Regions from separate parts of the Mus musculus genome. Here region 2 is linked to region 1. The links are chromatin contacts, called in public Hi-C maps. All regions are on one chromosome and are shown on one strand. The core of a region is the stretch at or near the end of the contact, and the rest is flanking DNA. Distances in the headings are between cores, read along the strand shown.

Region 1 (4,590 bases), core at 214-2,713:
AGACAGTGAACAGCAGGCCGCCGCCTCACCTGAACATGAGTGGGACACCACTCAGAGTAGACTGGCCTTTGCTGTTGTTTTAAAAGGTTTTTCTTCTTAGCTGGGTGATGGTGGTGCACGCCTTTAATCCCAGCAGAGGCAGAGGCAGGTGGATCTTTGAGCTCCTGGACAGCCATTAAAAACAAAACAAAACAAAAACCCCAAACAAACAAACAAACCTTAACTTTTTTTCTCGTATGTGTGTGTTTGTATACCATGTGTATGCCTGCTGCCTGAAAAGCTTAGAAGATGCATCAGACCAACGAGAAGTGGAGTTAGGGATGGTCTGAACCCCGGTGTGGGTACTAGGGACCACACCAGGCCCTTTGCACAAGCAGTCAGTGCTCAGAACCACATGGCCGTCTTCACATTCTGTTTTCTAAGGTGGTTTTTCATCTGCATAGCTCTTCAGATCCTCTTATGATTGCCCAGCACTTGAACATGGTTTTTTTGTTTTTTTGAGATAGGATTTCACGTAGCCCAGGCTAGCCTGAAACTAGCCCGGGGATGACCTAGAATCTATAAGGTTCCCACATCCCCCTCCAAAGCATATGATGATGCCATACCTAGTTTATGTTATGCTGGTACTGAGCCCTGGCCAGGGCCTGTGTGTGCTACCAGCCCAGCTAGGTCCCAAGCTCTCAAAAGCAGTCTTTTCAGTGAAGCTAGTTTTCTCCAATTCTGGAGCCACAATACTCTGCTGTGGTTTCTGATGGAACATGGACCCCTATGCATTTGTGGGCATGTGGACAACTTTGCCAGCCTCTCCTTTCGTCTCACCTTGTGTGAGTTTCCCCCACCAACAGCAAGAGGTTGACAGGCCCACCCAACCATATCCTTAAAAGTCCTTCAGTTTAGGTCTCAGGGCAAGCAGTTGGTCCCTGCTGGAAGACCCTAGGGACATTGCCTGGCTGTGTGCTCACGCTGCCACCTGGTGGTTGTGGACAAGTATTACACAGCATGTCATCTGACTACAGGTATAAATTGAATTTTGATGTTTTTTTTATCATGAATGAAAAGGAAGGATTCTGTGCCATTTAGCTGATAATCATGATTAAACAGGAAGAAACCTCCATTCTGCCATTTGGCCCAGCCTGTACTGGTTTCTGGTGGCTCACTATGCTTTGCTTGCAGTCCAGGATCCCGTTGTAGTTGTTGCTGAGGATAGCCAAGAGAAGCTAAAGCCAGCAGAGGACAAAGAGGTACTGGAGCAGGCCCAGATCAAGGGTCCTGTAGATGTGCCTGGCGGGGAAGCTCCCAAGGAGAAGCAGGAAGCCGCACAGCTGGATCGCCCCGGCCAAGGTGAGTGCTAAATAAACGGCCCCAACCAGCTGCCTTGACAGAGAAAGGCTTAAGCAACCCTGTGAAGGGCTCGCATGTCTAACTTAGCCTAGACCTGTGCTCCACCTTCCCCTTGGTCAAGACAGCTGCCCTCTACTGTTCCTCTTGTGACATTACCATTCTAGTGTCCTGGCAGTCCTCAGATAGCTGTAGAGGACCTGAGGTCATGGTCATGGTCATGTCACACTTGAGAGCCAGAGGACCGTTCTAATTCCTAGGAACTTCAGCCTCATCTCCTCCACCTGTCCTTATGCCCTTCCAGGTATTGCTGTCCCTATGGGTGAGGCCCATCGCCATGAGCCTCCCATCCCTCATGATAAAGTGGTGGTGGATGAAGGCCAGGACCAAGAAGGGCCAGAGGAGAAAAAGCCACCTCCCAGGCTCCCAGATGAAGGAGACCCTGCAGGCAGGGGTCAAGGGGCACCACCTCTGCCTGAGTCAGAGAAGGAGAAGCAGGAACCTGAGAGAGGAGGGGAAGGAAAGAGACCCGGGCAAGTCCTGGCAGTAGGAGAAACTGAACATCCTCAGAAGGTTCCAGAAGCAAATGGCCAGCCACCTGTGCAGCCCAGGAAGGAAGATTCCAGGCCAGGAAATAGGGATCCGCAGCCAGCTGCCCAGGCCAGGGACTCTGTGGAGCTGAAGGCTCTGGCAGCAGATGACGGCAGGGAGCCTGCACAGAAGGCTGGAGGCGCCCTGTGGAAGCCCGTGGAGAGTGCTGCTGAGAGCGATGCTGGTGAGTGTCAGTCGCCAAGGGGAGCTCCCTTGGTGGGTGCAGCAGAAATGGGCTAGTCCTTCTCAGTCCCCAGCCCTCCCATTCCACATGATTAGCATGTGAATGTCACGGCCCCTTCAGCAGCTTGTGGAGTGAAGAAGAGCCTGGGAGCTTGACAGCTTCCATAATATCTGTCACACAGTTGTTGCCAGACCACTAAATGTCAGGTGCCAGGCTGTTCTGGGGGTGCACACGGGGGACAGTGCAGGAACGCTTGACAGGTAACACACTGTTAAGTACCCGTCTAAGAGCTGGTTAGGACGGCGCTCGCATTTTAATTGGCTCAGGTAGTCACCATTGGCTCACAGCCATCAGCTGAGATTGTTAAATATTTCTTTATTACTTCCCTGGTAATCATTAGGTTGGATATAAACTGTGCTGGAGGGGGGGGGGGCTAGCTATAGAGTCATTTTAGGAAACATCTGCCAGCCCCTCACCCCACGCCCAACTCTGACTTTCCAACAAAGCAGCTGAGTCTCCCTGTGTGCAGGTGGGAAGGCGGGCCTCCCTGTGCAAAGGCCGGAGGCTGCAGAGCAGAGGGAGAAGAAGGAGGCTGAGCAACAGGGTGGAGACCAGGCGGGGAGCAAGCTGGAAGGTGAGGCTGGCCCTTTGGGAGGAGCCCCAGAATGAGCTGGAGTGGGGTGGGTGCTCCTGGGTCCCTCCTGCCTCCACAGTTTCTGCTGCTTGGTTTTTATGCTAAGGAAACACCTCCAGTGACCCCTCCCTATTTCTCACCTCTCTAGGGTTGTTTTTAATCTCCCCTTTTGTGCCCCTAAAAGAGGTGTCAAATGGTCACATGGCTTTTAACTACTATTTTGATTTCATCTTTAAGCAGGTTAATATTTTCTCTACTCTTGCTTAAAGGCTGGGAGGGAGGCCTTGGTACACAGGTTTGAAGACTCATTTGAAGGCTGTGCCTGAGATGGACCTGTGCTCAGGTCGGGCTGGGGTGGTGTTGGTGGCCAGCAGCATGCCCCGTGTCCCCCAGCACTTGAAGTTTGCCACGGCTGATGTGCCCTGAGTTCCTCTAAAGTTTCGTGTCCGTTTTGGCTTTATGGTCTCCCTGTGATGTTTCTTGTGCAGGGGCTGCAGTGCTAGCCCGCCCAGGAGCCCTCTAGTGACCACCTGCCTAGTTGGTTTTGGTGAACCCTCAGCTGAAGTCTGACCTGGGCCTGCCTAGGGTACTCGTGCCCCGAAGTGGGTTTGAAAAGACTGAGGCTTTGCTTCTCATTCAGCCCTGAAGGCCAGGCCTGAGCAGCTGCTCAGCCACTGCTCCTGGCTGACAGTGCAGACCTGGAAGGTAGAACCCAGAGCTTTCTTCTGCTTGGTTGGAGCTCACAACTTATTTGTGGAACTTTCCCACACTTGTTATTTTTGTCTCTGGTTTTAGTCTGACTAAATTTGTTGGTTCCAGTTTCTGTAATCTGTCACCTAAACATGTTTGATTCTTTGATTGTTTTTTTCTTTCTGAAGAAGAGACTTTTCATGGTTTCCTATTGTGCCTCTCTTCCATATGCCTCTCAATGGGACGGACAGCTGAAATTAAAAAGCTAGTAGCAGGTACGGCTCAGGACTGTGATGTAAAGAAGCATGTGTGTGGAGGCCCTGGCAGTGTGGGGACGACCTTGGTGGCACATGCAGCCCCTGAGAGCCCTGCATGAAGACGGCTCAGTCCCAAGGAGTGGCACCCCTCCAGACACAGCATAGCCCCCCAGCTCCCTCTTCCTTCTCAGCCCCTGTGGCCTTGTCCTTAGAGAACAGCCTAATGGTGTCTCTAAGCAACTGAAACCTGAGCTAGAGACAGGGTTGGGGCTGCATGTACCTGCTGCTGTTTGTGTGGCCTGTGTCTCGTGTGAGGGCTTCCATCCTGGCCAGACACCCACTCCTGGTAGGTTCTGGCTTGGGAAAGAAAGCCAGTCGCCACGATGTTTCCCATTTGCCCTCCGGGCTTCCAGCTGGACACACCACCTTTTTTCCCTCTCCCAGAGCAAGCTCGTGGCTCGTCCGCTGAGGCATGCAGGAGGCGTGGGGCCTGCTCTTTCAGAACCTTGCTCTTGGCAGGTCGGGCAGTGCCAGCAGTATGTGTGACTTTGTGTATCTTTATGTAACTGACAGTCACATGGCTGTGCAGTCAGTGAGCACATGTGAAGGGAGAAGAAAGGAGCCCTATGTTAGAAGTTCTTTCCTTCTCAAGCCTCTGTCTGGACCTTAGGCACTGGCAAGAGGACCAGCCGAGTTTCTTGAAGTCAGCTCTTTTCTTCATGGTGGGCCCCAACATCCTCTCCATGGTCCAACCTGCCTTTCCTTGCACAGGCTACTGAAGGGTTTGGGGAGACCCTAGGGCGTGCTCATGGGAACATACTTGTGACCCCTGGGAAGGTCACTGGCAATGAATTGCTCTAGCTAGTTACTGGTGGGAGCCTATGAGTGTGTGCCCT
Region 2 (4,391 bases), core at 765-3,264, 250 kb before region 1:
ATTTTGACCTTTCCCAGGCCAGGCAGTGTGGCTGGACGACAGGGATGGTAACTCTAGTGCCTGTTATTGCCTCAGACTGACCTAAAGACCATGCCTGCAGTTGCAGGTTCTTCTGGGCAGCCTAGCCTCCCAAGTGGGTATCCCTGGCCATCTGGATAGGACATAAGATGCCCAAGGACACTGGACATCTATGTGCTACTATAGCAGTGGGCAGGGTCACGACAGGCACATGGGAGATGCCCTTTTTCTGGCAAGTGCTGGTGTAAGGGGGTCGAAGAGAGTAAGGAGGAACCTTTCCTGTCTCGCCTCTCCATTTGAGTGAGCTCAGAGCACTCAGGCCAAGGTATATCTGGGCACCCTGGGGTGCATGAGCACAGAGCCCAAGATGGAAGCAACTGTTCCTTCTGGCCTGGGCCAGACTCTTGGCTTCTTTATAGAGCAGTAGGAACACTGTGTTTACCTCAGACTGCTCAGGTGTCACACAAGTGACCAGTGGCCAGGAAACGACGAAAACCAAGACACACCCCACGGGTAGACATGGCACCCTCCCCTTAGAAACACAGGACCTAAGTAAGGTTGGGTTAGCCATGTCTAACACTGAGGATAACAGTAAAGTCTCATTCTTGGGCGGGGGGGTCCCACAAGGTTCCCAATGGTCAAGCACTTTGCCCTGCCCTTGTCCCTCATCTCCCCCAAAGATGAGAAAGTGGGTGGTATGAGAGCAAAGGTGTATCAGTCCCCAGCCTGCTTCCCACCCTCCTATTGCCCCCAGATTCTGCCTCGCTACGCTGCTACACCTCTCCAATCTTCGAGGCAGCTGCAGTCTAGCAGGCACCACATTTGGCTGATACTCTCCAGATGTCTGGAGAGTGACGAGGACTCCTGAAGCCAGCAGCCCCACTTACACTGTGTGTAGAGACACCCATCTCCAGTAAATAGCGCCCTCCACCCCAGCATGTGGCAGGTCTCTGCATACGTGCACACACTACACAATATCAGCTGCCCTACCCTACCTTGCCTCACAGAGATGTAGCGCCGGTTGGCAGCTACCAGCACCACCTGTGGGTGACTTTGCTCCAGGTCGAAGAGTTCATCCTTGCTGGGCCTCGTGTTGCGACCAGCCTTGAGTGTGCCAGCAGGCCCCACAGGTGCCAGGTACCGGCCGTCACAGTCCTTGAAGGCCAGCTTGCCTGCCTTGAACTCCAGCGTGTAGCAGGCATGGGCTTCAGGTTCCCAGACAAGGCGGCCATCGCTGCGAAGGTAGCGGCTGTCATAAGACTTGAGGCAGTACCGCCTGCTCTGGAAAATGAGGGTGACTAGTGCGTCCACACCCCATGGCATGTCACCGTCTGCTGCCATCTCATCTTCCTGAAGGCACAGGTGCACGTAGCGCCGACGGCTCACACTCAGCAAATGAGCCTGTGGGTGGATGGCCAGGTGCACAGTCCACAGCTCTGCCGGGGAAATGGCCGTGGCAAAGCAGGACAGTCGGTCCTCAATGCCACCGAAGAAGCGGCCGTGTGGCTCTGACTGCAGCACCCAGCGCCCATCAGGCTGCGGCAAGACCAGGAAGCGGCAGTCACGGCCCGGCTGATCCATCTCACAGGCCACACGTCCATCTTCTTCTGCTGACAGGTAGCGGCCTAGGTGACTGCTTCGGAACAGCACGGCAGTGCCCTGCCCCGGGTCAGGCTCCAGGACCCAGATCTGCTTCCTCTTGAGGCTGGCTGCGGAGGCGTTGACCTTGAAGCCAAAGCTCTCTGCAGTCAGGTAGCGGTCGGCATCGTTAACAAGGCCAAACTGGATCTTCAGCACCTGGTGCAGACCGTTGGTTGGCATCTTTGAGGCTAGCCACGTTGCTTCAGGGGCCTGGGAAGGAACTCTCTCTAAGTGTTCTGTTCAGGGGGCCTGTAGCCCCCCCTGAGGCCCAGATCTGTTTATCTGACCCTTGGCTCCCAAGCCTAGCCAGCGACATGGACGCTACCTGCTCCAATGCTGCCTCCCTCTGTCTTGTGGCCTCGGCCACCCAGGCAGATCTTACATGGCCAGCGGGCAGCCGAGGGCGGGTGAGAGGGGCGGATCAGAAGTGCACCGGCTTAGAAGCAGTAGCCAACTTGCCTTAGCCCCAGCTTGGATTTCAGTGGCTCCTGGATGCACCAAGTCCAGAGTCAATGTCCAGCAGGACAAAAGCGAGGCTGACCACCTCCTTGTCCTCACCCATGGCTGCCTGGGTCCTATGCCCTATAAACTGTAGATTCCACGGTTCTTAGTCTCTCTTCTTACTGCCAATTGCTTCAGGGCTTCCCAGTCCCCACCTGAGACCCTGCTTCCAGCCCAGCTCTTTTCCAAGGTAGAAAAGGCAGCCCAGTGGAAAACTCACAGCAGACTGGCAACCTGATCGCAGCCCTCCACCCTCAGTGGCCCGCCAGATCCTCTTCAGGATCCAGTTACTGCATCTCTGATTCCTGCTGCCAGGAGCAATACGGCCCCCTGTAGCATGCAGCAGCAGCCTGTCCTATCCCCCTGGCCACACAGTTCCTATCCTTGTGTGTGGCCCTGAGCTTGACACTGTCCTGTGTCTGCCCCTGAGTCATGGGCTGGGGAGGCGGCAGGGAGGACCTAAGTGGCACACATAAGCTGGGACACCTTGACCCTCAGCAGGGATGACAATGCTGAGACAGATACCCTGGTGTGCCTCGTCCACTTGGTTTGGAAAGAGCAGCCTCATATGGTATGCTAGGCAACCATGTGATGCTCACATCCAGGACTACATGTGCAGGGACACACCTGTGTAGCAGGGTATGCCAGGGATCCTATGTTCCCTGCTGACTCTCGCTCAGGGCATGATGCTCTTCCCTTCTGTGCAGGGAGCTCAGGGTGGTCTAGCTTCAACTGCCTTTGACGGAATTGGAGACCTGATTACTGCTGCCCAGATCACAGGGTTATGGGCTTGGCCTGTGGCTTTTACAGACTTGAATATAGGGGGGCTGTGTGGGGCACAGTCTTCCCCGTGCTTCTAAAAGCACTCCCATAAAATCCAAGAGGGAGCTGGGTGGTGCAGCTTAGGAGATGCTGGAAGCTGGCCGCACCTGACCCCTGACCTCTTATCCCTGGGACCACTGGCTGTACCCTGTCCATCCTGAGTCTGACAGGCATCGTAGGGAGCGTCAGTAGTCCTGCTCAGTTCTTACCCTGCACCTGCCTCAGGGGACCAGAGCCAAGCAGGAAACCAGAGCTGTCCATCCTGGGCCTGAGCCAGAACTGGCGTCTTCTTCCTCATAACTGTGTGACCACGCGGGAGGGCCTTCCTGAGGGACAGTAACAGGAGGATGTGGAATGCTTCCAGCTGTGACCCCAGTCATCCTTTCCTCATTCCGCGCCTGTCAGCCCTCAAGTGGCCATGGCCAAACCGACACAGAGGTCTATATTAAGGGAGGATGCAGAGGGTGAGGTAGGTTGATCAAAGCCTCTGAAGACCCTGAGGAAGTAAGAGGAACCGTGCCCAATAGAGGGCTCAGGGTAGGATCCGTGACAGATTGTCTCGTGCTAACCCTATTGCTGTCAGCCCTCCCTGCAGGCCAGCTTTATCTACCCCTGTGACCCACGCACATGTATGAGACACTGTCAGAAAGTGCAGTCAGACTGTGTGTCAAGTGCTGCCTTAGAGATCAGCTCAGTAGGTGGGGCATGATGTCCGTGCAAAAGCACCGGTTGCCAGAGTTTCAAAAGCCCCAGTTGCCAGGGTGGTGTCCGTACTGTGTTCCAAGTGTTCCAAGCTTGGAGCAGCCTCCCATCAGGTCCCGAGGGTCTGATTAGGTGGGTCTGTGAGGGGAGAGGCCTGAGGGTCAGCTATGCCCACGGTACCCTAACCCCACCTAGCCAGACTGCTTAAGAGCCCTGAGAGTCTAGTCCTTCTGATTGGCATAATGGCTTCATTAGCCTGACTGGTGCTGGCAGGGTTCACCGGCATCAGGTGCCTGGCGGGAGGAGGCCTGGCCGCCAGGCGCTAAGTGTCCTGGCTCTGGACAGGCTGTTGGAAATAGAGCCAGAAGTGTCAATGGCTACTCAGTTTTGGGACACTTCCCCACAAGAGCCCCAGGTGGAGCAGGGCCATTGGCATTGGCATTTGTGATAGGAGGGCCTGCTGGGCTCCAGGGTCTGCCTTGGCAGGAGGCAGCTTTCCTGGGTCTCTCCATACAGACCTCCACTGCAGTCTCCAAACTGTGGTGCACTGCCCACTAAGGGTCTTTCCCTTCCAGATCCCACCAGAGTTCTACTGCAGAATAGAGACTTCCTCTCTGTCTGAACCGGTGTTGGATCTCGTTCCTGTGTAACACACTGCAGCTCTGTGGAAAGTCGTAATACTGTTGACAGGTCTGTGTGAAGGTTCG

What was found. A called contact is a pair of places that touch in the nucleus more often than the background predicts.
Region 2: a contact with region 1 is called in a Hi-C map of cerebellum, with 2.6 times the contacts expected there. The contact joins the promoter of Fscn2 here to the enhancer-like site in region 1. A contact is called at or near these places in 17 of 39 promoter capture datasets (the 3T3-L1 cell line, 3T3-L1-derived adipocytes, the C10 cell line and 11 more), 1 of 15 datasets of contacts at CTCF or cohesin (pro-B cells), 27 of 484 Hi-C or Micro-C datasets (CD4 T cells, CD8 T cells, the G1E-ER4 cell line and 20 more), 16 of 115 datasets of contacts at active chromatin or transcription factors (the NIH/3T3 cell line, bone marrow-derived dendritic cells, bone marrow-derived macrophages and 13 more) and 4 of 9 other capture datasets (adipose tissue, embryonic stem cells, liver and 1 more).

What each region holds. Positions count from the first base shown.
Region 1 is chr11:120,107,589-120,112,178 of GRCm38.p6, reverse strand. Slc38a10 (solute carrier family 38, member 10) reads left to right here. Exons shown (of 17, transcript NM_024249.5): 12 at 1,174-1,341; 13 at 1,643-2,113; 14 at 2,643-2,747; 15 at 3,689-3,712. Among named protein-coding and RNA genes, the nearest start is that of Ndufaf8, 11 kb to the right of the region's middle. Within about 2 kb of position 1,463, at least 14 of the 459 cell types and tissues checked have an H3K27ac peak or open chromatin away from gene starts, as enhancers often do. A contact at or near this core is called in cerebellum, where this site is marked.
Region 2 is chr11:120,359,157-120,363,547 of GRCm38.p6, reverse strand. It overlaps Fscn2 (fascin actin-bundling protein 2), which reads right to left and starts at 2,014. Exons shown (of 5, transcript NM_172802.4): 1 at 1,014-2,014. The coding sequence starts at 1,839.